Regions from separate parts of the Mus musculus genome. Here region 2 is linked to region 1. Evidence: chromatin contacts called from public promoter capture Hi-C data. All regions are on one chromosome and are shown on one strand. The core of a region is the stretch at or near the end of the contact, and the rest is flanking DNA. Distances in the headings are between cores, read along the strand shown. Region 1 holds the start of Slc35c2 (solute carrier family 35, member C2). Region 2 holds the start of Pard6b (par-6 family cell polarity regulator beta).

Region 1 (5,258 bases), core at 2,044-4,543:
TCTCCTCCCTGAGGGTAAACTGGGCTGGCTGTGGGCTTTGCCCAAAGGACTCCTGGACTGTGGCTATCTTTAGAGGACCTTAGAACCCTGAGTGGTGACCTGGAGGAGGCGCCCAGCGTTTAGTGAGCAGGGACTATAAAGGCTAAGAAGGATTCTGCATTCGGAATCTGAAAGTTACAAAGGCACAGGGCCGGCCACTGGTTTCAGCAACCGTTGTTTTCCAGGGCTCTGCCATACACTGAAACCGTTAAGAATACCACATGTGCTGCCCAAGTGGAAGAGTTCCCAGTCTGGAAAACCCGCTTTGCAACAGTGCTCACGGCCCTGGAGCTGCGGGCCTGGGGGCTGTGTGCTTCCCCTCATGGTGGGCTCACTCTTGTGCATTCTGCAGCACGAGGAACTCACCAGTGGTCTCACTGTGACTCCAGCACCACAGAAATAGACAAGAGGGAAACAGCTTATTTCACCAGCAATCCTTTCCCATTACTGTTTGGACACCACTGATGTCCAGGTTAATAAACAGGCTGTGACTAAAGGCACGGTGGGACCATCAGGGAGGCCCTGCCCCACTTGCCTAAGGCAGCCTGGTACCTTGACCTTGACCTGCTTTCTGCACACTGACACCTGCCCAGCATGCAGCCGGCTCTGGTCACCATGAACTCTAGAGGCAGATCTAGCTGCTGACTAGACCTGTTCACCTGGGCCACTAATCTCAGGCTCCTGTGGATATTGCTAAACAGTTGGGGACCCAGGGTCAAACGTTCTTCAAACAAACCTCCAGACCCACATTCTCTTATTCTCTAGGACTCTGCAGCCTGGCACTACTGAATCTTTCTGGAAGAGGCCAGTCTTTTTTGTTTGTTTGTTTGTTTTGTTTTGTCTTTCAAGACAGGGTTTCTCTGTATAGCCCTGGCTGTCCTGGAACTTGCTCTGTAGACCAGGCTGGCCTTGAACTCAGAGATCTGCCTGCTTCTGCCTCCCAGGTGCTGGGATTAAAGGCGTGTGCCACCACTCTAAGATTGCCCGACAAGGCCAATCTTATAGGCTGCAATCTGTTAACAAATCCCTGTTTCTACCCACCAGATGCCACAAGCATCATGTCCCCAAACCCAAGTTGTAACAACCCAGACTGTGTCCAAAAATCCCTTTGTAGTGCTGGCACAGCATGTGGAGGGTCTGGGTTGAGTCTCCGACACTCCAGAGCAGCCCGTGCAGTCCTCCCTGAGAACCGCTGCCCCGCCCCTTCCCAGGCAGTCACGGGGCATGCTATATGGGGCATCCTGTTCTCTTTTCTCTCAACGTACTAACCTGCCTACTTCGGCGCACTTCCTCCTTGGTCACCATACTGCCATTTGTCCACTGCTCAAGTCTCCCCTTTCCTTCAGAGCCTGTCTAGCTCCCCACCTCTATGGGGCACCATGCAGAAAGTCACCTATCCCCCCACACAGACAGAACCAGAAAGGACCTTGGAAGCAGATAGCCACTCTGTGTCCCCACTAAACAGCGGTTTGCCTCACACTGGCTATACAGATGTAAAATTCCTAAGGGCCTTACCCTCCCTCCATGGTAATGGAGAGCAGGCTTCTAATCACATCTACCCAAGCAAGGAATTTAGTAAGTGTCCCTTTCCCCAAGAAACAGTGGCTCCCTCAGCGCAGGGTGGGGCGACACTGTAGCACCTGGCTGCCCTCTACCTCCTCAGCTGGAACGTGGGTGTCCAGCTTAGTGCCTCAGAGCACAGCAGAGATCTGTGAGAAAAGCCGTCTGCGTCCCCTACAACTGAGACTCTGAGTTATCTGACTCAGTTTCTCTGGCCGTGTGGTTTGGGGGGCAGAGGGATCACTGGCACGAGGAGCAGCACTTGGCACTGGCGAATGGCAGGAGTCATTCTGTCACCTACAGCAAAGTTTCCAAATGTCAGGCCCCACTCCCTTACCTCAGTCTGTCAGGCTGTTCACCCAGGCAGTTACTCTTTCCCTGTCACCTCGCCAGAGCCCGGGTTTCTGTGGCTCTGCTCACGAAACTGACAGCTTCCTCCTCAGAGACCTAGCGGGTGCAACTTGCCACAGTCTCTGGAGTCTTCCTTCTTTCTGACTCATTCAGTAAGCACAGATGCCTGAGGGCTGCAGCCCAGCCTCTCTTTGCCGCCTTCATTCCCAGCCCACCACGACCAACCCCGTAACTCCAGCCGACAGCTCAACCTCAAGGTGCTGCAAGGAGCTACCTTAATATTCCTCGGGTCTTCATCTGACTCTCAAGTCACTTAGAAACGGCCAACCGAACAACTGTTTTCTTTGGCAGAAGGCAGTCAGCACCAGTGAAGCCATTGCTGCCTCCCTCGGCATCCCTCATCTCCTGCCTTGTCAAGTCCACCTCTAGTTATTCCTTGACCCACCCACTTCTCTTCACTTCCTCTCCCACCACCACACACTACACCACAGTTTCCGTTCACCTACTGCCTGCACTTGCCTGCAGTCCACAAGGAGCCAGAGACTGGTGGAATGGTTAGTGTGGTCAACCTGACAGAAGCTAGGGTCACCTGGGAGACGGGCCTCGGAGCATACCAGGAAGGGATTGATTCTCTTGATCAGGTTAACCGATGTGAGGAGACCCAGGTAGCTGTGGGCAGGAACTCCTGGCCTCCATAAAGAAGGGAGAGTGCACTAGCAGGCACTGATGGCTCTCAAGATTCTATACTTCAGAACTGTGGAAACGACGTGGCCAGCTGCTTCAAGCACTTACTGCCCTGACTTCCTCACGACGGACAGCACCAAGAACTATGGGGGAAATAAGCTCTTTCTTTCTTTCTTTCTTCCTTCCTTCCTTAAGTTGCATCAGGGAAAGAAACTAAGACTGCCGGTCCCAACAGACCGGAGACCCCGGGGCTGGGTCCGCAAGTTCTCCCTGGATCCTGCCTGCCAGCTGCAACGCCACGTACAGCCGTGTGCCCGGAACATCAGCCGGCGTCCTCCTCGGCAAGGCAACCTGATGCTCTCTGCTCTGGTCCCCTTCCCCAGGACCCCCATTGCGCGTGGCACTTAACACCGCGTGACGACTGTGTTTGCTCACGTGTCCCTGCCGCGCCTGCTCGGCAGTATCCACCTGGTTCCCCCCATCCCCAAGACCCGGCCCCTCGTACGTGCTCGGCGAATGCCAGGCGAACGGGCCCAGAGCCACTGGAAAGCTGGGGAAACTGAGGCCGGGCGAGAAGGCAGGGGACCGCCCACACGCCCACTTACCTCCGCCCAGGCTCTCGCCGGGAGCCTCCTGCCGGAAGCTCGAGGTGGGCACTGTGCCTCAGGAGGCGAGACTTCCGCCGGAAGTCGGTGGGGTGGGCGGAGCCAGAGCATCTCTAAGGCGGCTACAGCAAGCTTCCCAACACGGTCCCTCTGTACCTTTCCCTTAAACGGGCACCAGGAACGAATCACAGCTACTAATAACTCTGTACAGGGCTTATTTCTTCAGGGACTTCAAGCAGCAGGGAAATGACATGACAACCATTAAATTTTATTAGTAAAACGTCCTGGCAAAGTGATAATGGACACTTTGTGACATTGCGTATGCCTATAAATTTGTGAGAATTATTCAATAGGCTGAGTACGTGAAGTTCATCGCAGAGGAAATGGAACCCAAAAGGAAGGGGGTAAGAAGGATCTAGTCTTACCGGGAGCCCAGGGAAGCAGGTTACAGTGGCCGCAGAACACCAATTTAGCACACCTGGATTTGACTCATTTCAGGTACAGAGTATGTGGGCAAGATAACCTCTAAGCCATGCAAGCTAGGGCTGCAGACCCGAGCTGGCCCAGTTCTCGGCGTCTGCTCATCCGGGCTCTACTAGGACTGGCTGCAAACAGGAATCCTTGCACATGACTTGGCTGGGCTCCTGGCTCCTAGCAGAAGGCTCAAGGCCAGCGTGTAAGCTGTGCTTTGTGCACACTGCTGCTGTAGGCTGTTGCCAGCTGGCATCACGAAAGCATTCGTTGATTCAATGCTTCCTGAGACCTACAATGGTGCCCATCGCAGCCCAAGGTCTTGGCTTCGTTCAGCCCTCAAAGCCTGCGTTGCATGCACTTTCTATGCCTTCTGAAAGCGCCTGTCCTCACCCCCTTCTGACTGAGGCAAGGGGAAGTATCTATTTTCATCACTGCCTTCATTCAAACCTCCCAGCTACCAAGGCTGCTGATGGGAGCACCAGCTTAAAGCACCAGCTGGCAAGCTGGGCACTAACTGCAGGCAACATGCGGGGTGCGGAACATGTCTTCTTTGAAAGGCACAAGTACTCGAGCTGTTCCCTGGCTGTGTCCCTGGCAGGGGAAAAAGGGAGGATGGGTTCTTGGGGGTGTACAGTATGCCTTTCCACGTTGTACCCAGCACGACTGAGCAGAAAACGCTCTGTCCTGTAGCACAAGCTGTGAGCATCCTTAGCCAGCAGGTGTGAGTAGTTTGCGCATGACAAGAGCAGGAGAGATGAGGGGAGAGGGAGATGCTCTCAGAGTGGCTGGGAGCTCTCCACATGCTCCCAGGCACACTGAAATGAAGGCTGTCAGGCCGCTCCTCACCCTTGGGACAGGGAATAAGTGCAGAGGAAGAGGTGTGGATAGGAAGCAGTCTACATGAAAGAGTATTTATTGAAAACACATCACTGACAGGAAGCTCCTGGCTGCTCTCTGGTTACACTCACAGCTCATGACTGAGAGCACTACAGTTTTGTTCTTGATTTTATTTTCCCTTAAACATTCTATCCTAAGATAGGAAGATCTTATATAAATATATATACATGTCTGTATAAGTATGGCCTATAGTAAAGAAAATATATAGTACACTCTTCACTGGGTAGTACCCACCATGCCAGGCTACCAGTACTGAATACCACCATGGTAACATGCGTCCAAGGAAAGAGGCTGTGCGCGTGGGCTTCCAGTGCTGCAGCACCAATGAAGGCCGTGGCACAGCTGTGGCCCCAGCCGCTGTGAAATCATGGCTAATGGCACAAACCACAGCGCCAGGAAGGGGAGAAAGGGAAGGCAACACCCCTGTCTGAGGCAGGAGGGAAGCAAACGGAGGGGCCTGTAACTGAGGGGGCATGGGAATATTGTGCCTCAGCAAGGAAGAGAGAGGACTGGAGGGGTAGGGGGAGCCAGAGGCCTCAGCCTGCCTTTCCCTGCAGTGTTCATTCCTAAAGCCTAAGAGAGCAGGACTCAGGCTGGAGGCCTCTGCCTGGCCAGGATGAGGCTGAGGGCTTGGGGCAAAATTACTAC
Region 2 (5,258 bases), core at 791-3,290, 2.8 Mb after region 1:
CATCTCACCTTCCTTGTCTCAGAAGCAGATGATGGAGTTTTCCGCAAAAGACAGGACAAATGATGACATCATCTTTACCTGCTTGGAATATGTATTGTGCATTGTTTTAAACGCGTTTCTGGTTTAGTTCCAATACAATAAACACTCATAGGCATTCACAAACTTGGAGGTTCCCTGTAATGTTTAGTTTCAGGGGTCCTGGGACCCAAAGAGCTGTAACTGCTGGGCTGATGCTGTTGACCAGGGTACTGGGCCTGTGGCTGCCCCTCAAAACCACAAATCTTCTTTCCACCACACAGGTATGGGTTGGGAAGGCAGTGTGAGATTCAGCTTGAGGGACAGTCTCTCTCTCTCTCTCCAGGACTTCCACCCCAGAATGGCCAGGGAAACCTTAAAATCGCCTACCAACAGCTGGTGAAGAGATTCGTTCAAGGGGAAAGGGGCTTCTTATCTTTGAAGCTACAGGGTGTAGCCTGGAGAAGCCACAGATTCGGCTCCTCTTGTCCCCAAATACATACATGAGCGCATGACAAGAGCCTGGCTCTCCCAGGGTGAACAAACAACTGAGCAAAGCCAGGGTATCCCCGCCACTGGGTAGCTTTCATTGTACATAGAGTAACGCTGTTTCAAGTGCACGTGCACGAAGGAAAATAGAAAAGCTGAACCCCATCACAGCGGAAAGATGTTAGATTCTGTGGTCCAAGGGGAGAGTGGGCAGGAGTGAAGGCCCCTGATCAGCTAGCTCTTCAGCCCTCTGTGGGGTAGGAGGGTCGTCGAGGGAGACTTTCACTTTTCTCCTAGCACCAGCAAGACCAATGGGTAAACAAAACAGAGAGAGAGGCAGCAGCCTCAGTGTGGGGCGCTCAGAGATTAGGAATTGGTGTTGTTACCCCAGGACACAGCTCGGTCACTGGGGGAACAGAACACAGCCCAGAGGCTGGCGTTGGTGCAAACAACAAACGGGCAAGAAATTGCTCCACAGAGAGACGACTTCAGCCTCAGAGGGCGGATGGTGAGGCCCGCAGGGAGCCAGGGCCTGTGGGGACCATCGCAGGCCTCAGCTCCCTGGTCCTCTCCTGATACCCAGGGCACCCTCGGGACAGGGAAGATCTAGAGCAGTGGTTCTCAACCTTCCTAATGCTGTGACCTCGCATTCTGATGACCTCCAGCCATAAAATGATTTTCCTAGCTACTTAACTGTAATTTTGCTACTGTTATGAATCGCAATGTAAATATCTGTGTTTTAGGTCTCAGGTGACCCCGGAGGAAGAGTCGTCCTGGGGTCAAGAGCCCACAGGTTGAGAAGCGCTGATTGAGACGAAAGTGCAGTTTCCAGGCCTAGACATCCCCCCACCCCCGACCCCCAAGCTTCTCCCTCTAATGACTGCTGCAGAGGCGGGAAAACTTGAAACTCTTTCCACAATAGTTTCAGGGGGCCGCCAAGAAGCCGCAGCATGGGGGGGGGCTCAGGCCGAAGAGGGGCCCCAGATGCCCAGTCACCCCACATCATCACGGCAAGGGAACGGCTGTACACACATTCCAAGCAGGTGACTAGGGCGCGTTAAAGATACGGGCGCTCCCGACCCGACCCAGCCGGCGAAAACGCTCGCGCGCATGCGCAAAATACACACCCTCCTGAACGGCAGTCCAGGTGCGCTCGCGCTTCCGGCCGGCCTTCCCCATCGCCTTCTCGGGGCGGAAACTCTACAGCCGGCGCATGCGTCCTACTGCTCCCCCGGCTCAATCCAGAGAGGCCCCAGAGCTTCAGGTGATCCCGCCCCTCCCTCGCAAGGCAGGACCAATCGCGAGGGCTGTGGGCGGGGCTTCCCAACCACGAGGCCCGCCCACGGGCCGCGCGAGCCCCGCAGGCTGCGTGCCGATTGGCTGACGCCGCGGGCGCAGGTGCGCGCTTCCCATTGGGTGTGGGCGGAGCGCAAGCCGCGCGCCGAAGCTGCAGGTGAGCGCGCGCACGTGCCGCGGCCGCGGCCCAGCTCGGTGCACGAGCGCGCGGGCGCGCGTCCGCGGGGGAGGCAGCGGATAAGGGAGGCTGCGGCGGCTGTAGGGCTGTGCTCCGCCCTCTCCTCACCGCCGCGGCCGCCGCCGCCCCCGAGCCTCGCTGGGAGGGACCGGTGTCCCCGCCTGCTGCACTGGCAGTCCGACCCTCAGGCCGCCGCGGAGCAGCCGGCACTGCGCTGCGGGGAGGACCTCAGCAGGTGCCGTGACGAGGCGCCGTGCGGCGCTTCGAGTCCCGAGCCCGCGCTCCGCGGCCCCGCCGCCCGCGCTCCCGAGGGCCGGCCCCCGACGAGGCCGCCGGCGGCCGGGCACTCAGCATGAACCGCGGCCACCGGCACGGGGCGAGCAGCGGCTGCCTGGGCACCATGGAGGTGAAGAGCAAGGTGCGCGGCCGGGCGGGGCAACGGGGGCGAGGGCCGGTGGGATGGTCGACGCGGGGCTGCCCCGTGAGGACGCAGAGTGGCGGGATGGTGGACCTCGGCTGCCCCTGTGGGAACGCGGGCGGAGGGCGAGCTGCTGGCCGAAGCACGTAGGAGAGAAACTTGGTGGAGCGCGGCGATGTGAGGCGTTTGCGTCTGCTCCGCAGCACAGCCCCTGTTTTCTATCCTTCATATTCCCGCCTTGCTTTTAGGGTGGGATGAGGATCGCTCCAGTGCAAGGTGATGGGATAACTTTGGGGGATCCCTTCACCCCGGGCACGAGCCAGAGGCTTTCGGAACACCTTGTTGTCTTCTCGTATAACCTTTTATTGGGGCTCGGGGGTACATCGAGTGGAGGAGAGCTCTTTTTCCAGCCCTAACTTTGGTATGCGTCTAATCTATGAAATTAGCGCTATCGCCTTACTCTGGTGCTGCGCTTGACAATTTGAGACGCTGCTGTTTTCATTCCGACTCTTCATTCGGAATGCTTTCCCCCTTGGCGGATCTGCCAGTCTTCTGTTAGTGACTTCAGTGTCGGTGGGATTCCTCAATCCCAAGGCCGGGTGAGCAGAGTAGCCCGTGGGGATTAGCTGGAGAATGCCGTCTTCCAAAAGGGGCTTTTCAGATGGAATCTGAAGGTGATCCGTAGCCACCGGAACATGTCGCCAAGCTTCTCCTGACTTTGAACGGCCAGGAGGGGCAGGATTATGTAGCCTGGTTCTCGGAGAGTTCTGAAATGATAAGAAACCCTGCTTTTAAAGGGTGTGACTTCCCCCAAACTCGGCTGTAGGACCAGGTCTTGCCGATGGCTTTTTACTGAGCAACTTGTAAAACGGTGGTAGAGGGCATTGCTGACCGTGAGAATTTAGAGCAAAATTGTGGCTAGACACACAGAAGGAGCGGTGTATCGAACACCCACTGCAAAAATAAGAAGCGTGGTGGTTAAGGGACCCCTGGGGGAATGTCGGTCCGGGAAGTGGGGTGAGTGAGGAAAGCTACCTGGAGCCTTTGTGGTTCCTGGGCTTGAGAGCAAAGTTCTGTAACTAAGAATCACAGATCTACATTTGCTTTTAATTTGGGGGGATTTTTGTTTGTTTGTTTTCTTTTTGTTTTTTTGCTTTGTTGTTTTGTTTGTAATCTCCTCTAACTATTGAGACTAGAACTAGAGAGTGCCAGACACAGTCTTAATGGAGGAGTGGGAGGAATTTATATATCAGATAGGAACTAGATTGAAACACAGGTCTGTGTAATAATAACAGGACTGTTGGTGTTAGAGAGATGGCACTGCATTTATGAATGTACGCTGCTCTTGCAGGACACCCAAGCTCAGTTCGCCGCACCCCTGCCGAGCAACACACACCTGTAACTTTCTTTAAATTTACTATTTTACATGTATAAATGCCTGCCTGTATGTCTGTGTACCACCTGAATGCCTGGTGCTCTAGGAAGCCAGAATCCCAGAGGGAGTCAAGTCGGATCCCCTGGACCTGAAGTTAAAATAGTGAGCTACCTTGTGGGCGCTGACCCAAACCCAGAGCCTCTGAGTGAGCTGTGTTGCATTTAACCACCGAGCCTTCTCTCCAGTTCCAGAACATCTGGTGCTCTGGCTTCCCATGGCACCGACACATGGCATACATAGACGGAGCTGCCGGCATACACATAATTGTTTTAGAGTAAAACTGTATGATAGTTTAAGGAACACACCCTTCCTGGCTGGGTTCTGCACAACAGCAAATAAAGTGACTTGTTAGTATAGGGAGATGACTGACTCCAGAAATGTCTGTCTTTTTCTCTAACCATTTGTAGCTGTCAACACACAAGCTTTCTCCTGGCATCTCTTTGTAGTTTGGCTTGTGGGACTTGAGGTGAGGAAAGAAAACCACTTGTGATGCTGCATAATACCAACACTCAGTTTTATGGTCCTGATCTCGGTAGTGAGCCTTTACATGTTTTTTTAATCATTAAAAAAATGAGTAGAGATTCTAGGTGTGCCAATAAGTTAGATAGGAGTGGGTCTCTGGTGGAAGGAAACCAAGCTCTTGTGGACTGGAATTTCAAGCTTTTTGTTTTCCTTTTTCATCTACTGATTTTTGAATATTTTACATAGTTCTGTCCAAGGTGTGTGGTTTCTATTTCAGCTGCCATACCATACTTCTAGTGTGAGCCCTCCTCTAAACAGAAGCAGGGCAGTCAGAAGATACACTCGGGAAATGCTGCCATGCTGTGTGTCTGTTAACAGACAGACAGACAGCATAGGCCAGAGTTTGTTCACCCTGCTTTGTGGGGTTTTGAGATGGCTCCCCACCCCCACCCTTTCCCCTCCTTCCATGTAGCCCTGACTGTCCTAGAGAACATTTATGTGTGTGCATGAATGCAGGTGCCAACAGAGTCCAGAAGAGGGCGTCAGCTCAATTGACTGAAATTACAGGTGCTTGTGAGCTACCAGACATGGGTGGAAACTGAACTTGGGTCCTCTGGAAGAGCACTGCATGTTCTTTTGTTGTAGTAGTTGTAGTTGTTGTTGTTTTAAAGTTTTATTTATTATTTATATGAGTACATTGTAGCTGTCTTCAGACACACCAGAAGAGGGCATCAGATTCCATTACAGATGGTTGTGAGCCACCATGTGGTTTCTGGGAATTGAACTCAGGACCTCTGGAAGAGCAGTCAGTACTCTTAACCACTGAGCCATCTCTCCAGCCCCCGTTGTTGTTGTTTTTTAAGACAGGGTCTCTACATAGCCCTGGCTGTTCTAAAACTCATTATGTAGACCAGGCTGGTCTTGAACTCAGAGATCCGGCTGCCTCTGTTGGGAGTAAAGTCATG

Evidence for each region. Promoter capture Hi-C pulls out the DNA fragments that hold promoters and counts their contacts.
Region 2: a promoter capture Hi-C map of liver shows a contact between it and region 1, with 2.8 times the contacts expected there. The contact joins the promoter of Pard6b here to the promoter of Slc35c2 in region 1. A contact is called at or near these places in 2 of 39 promoter capture datasets (liver and pre-B cells).

Annotation. Positions count from the first base shown.
Region 1 is chr2:165,284,545-165,289,802 of GRCm38.p6, forward strand. It overlaps Slc35c2 (solute carrier family 35, member C2), which reads right to left and starts at 3,294. Exons shown (of 10, transcript NM_144893.2): 1 at 3,240-3,294. It overlaps Elmo2 (engulfment and cell motility 2), which reads right to left. Exons shown (of 21, transcript NM_080287.2): 21 at 3,487-5,258.
Region 2 is chr2:168,078,964-168,084,221 of GRCm38.p6, forward strand. Pard6b (par-6 family cell polarity regulator beta) reads left to right here and starts at 2,041. Exons shown (of 3, transcript NM_021409.2): 1 at 2,041-2,396. The coding sequence starts at 2,331. It overlaps Gm39990 (a long non-coding RNA gene), which reads right to left and starts at 1,763. Exons shown (of 2, transcript XR_867010.1): 1 at 1,537-1,763; 2 at 1-797.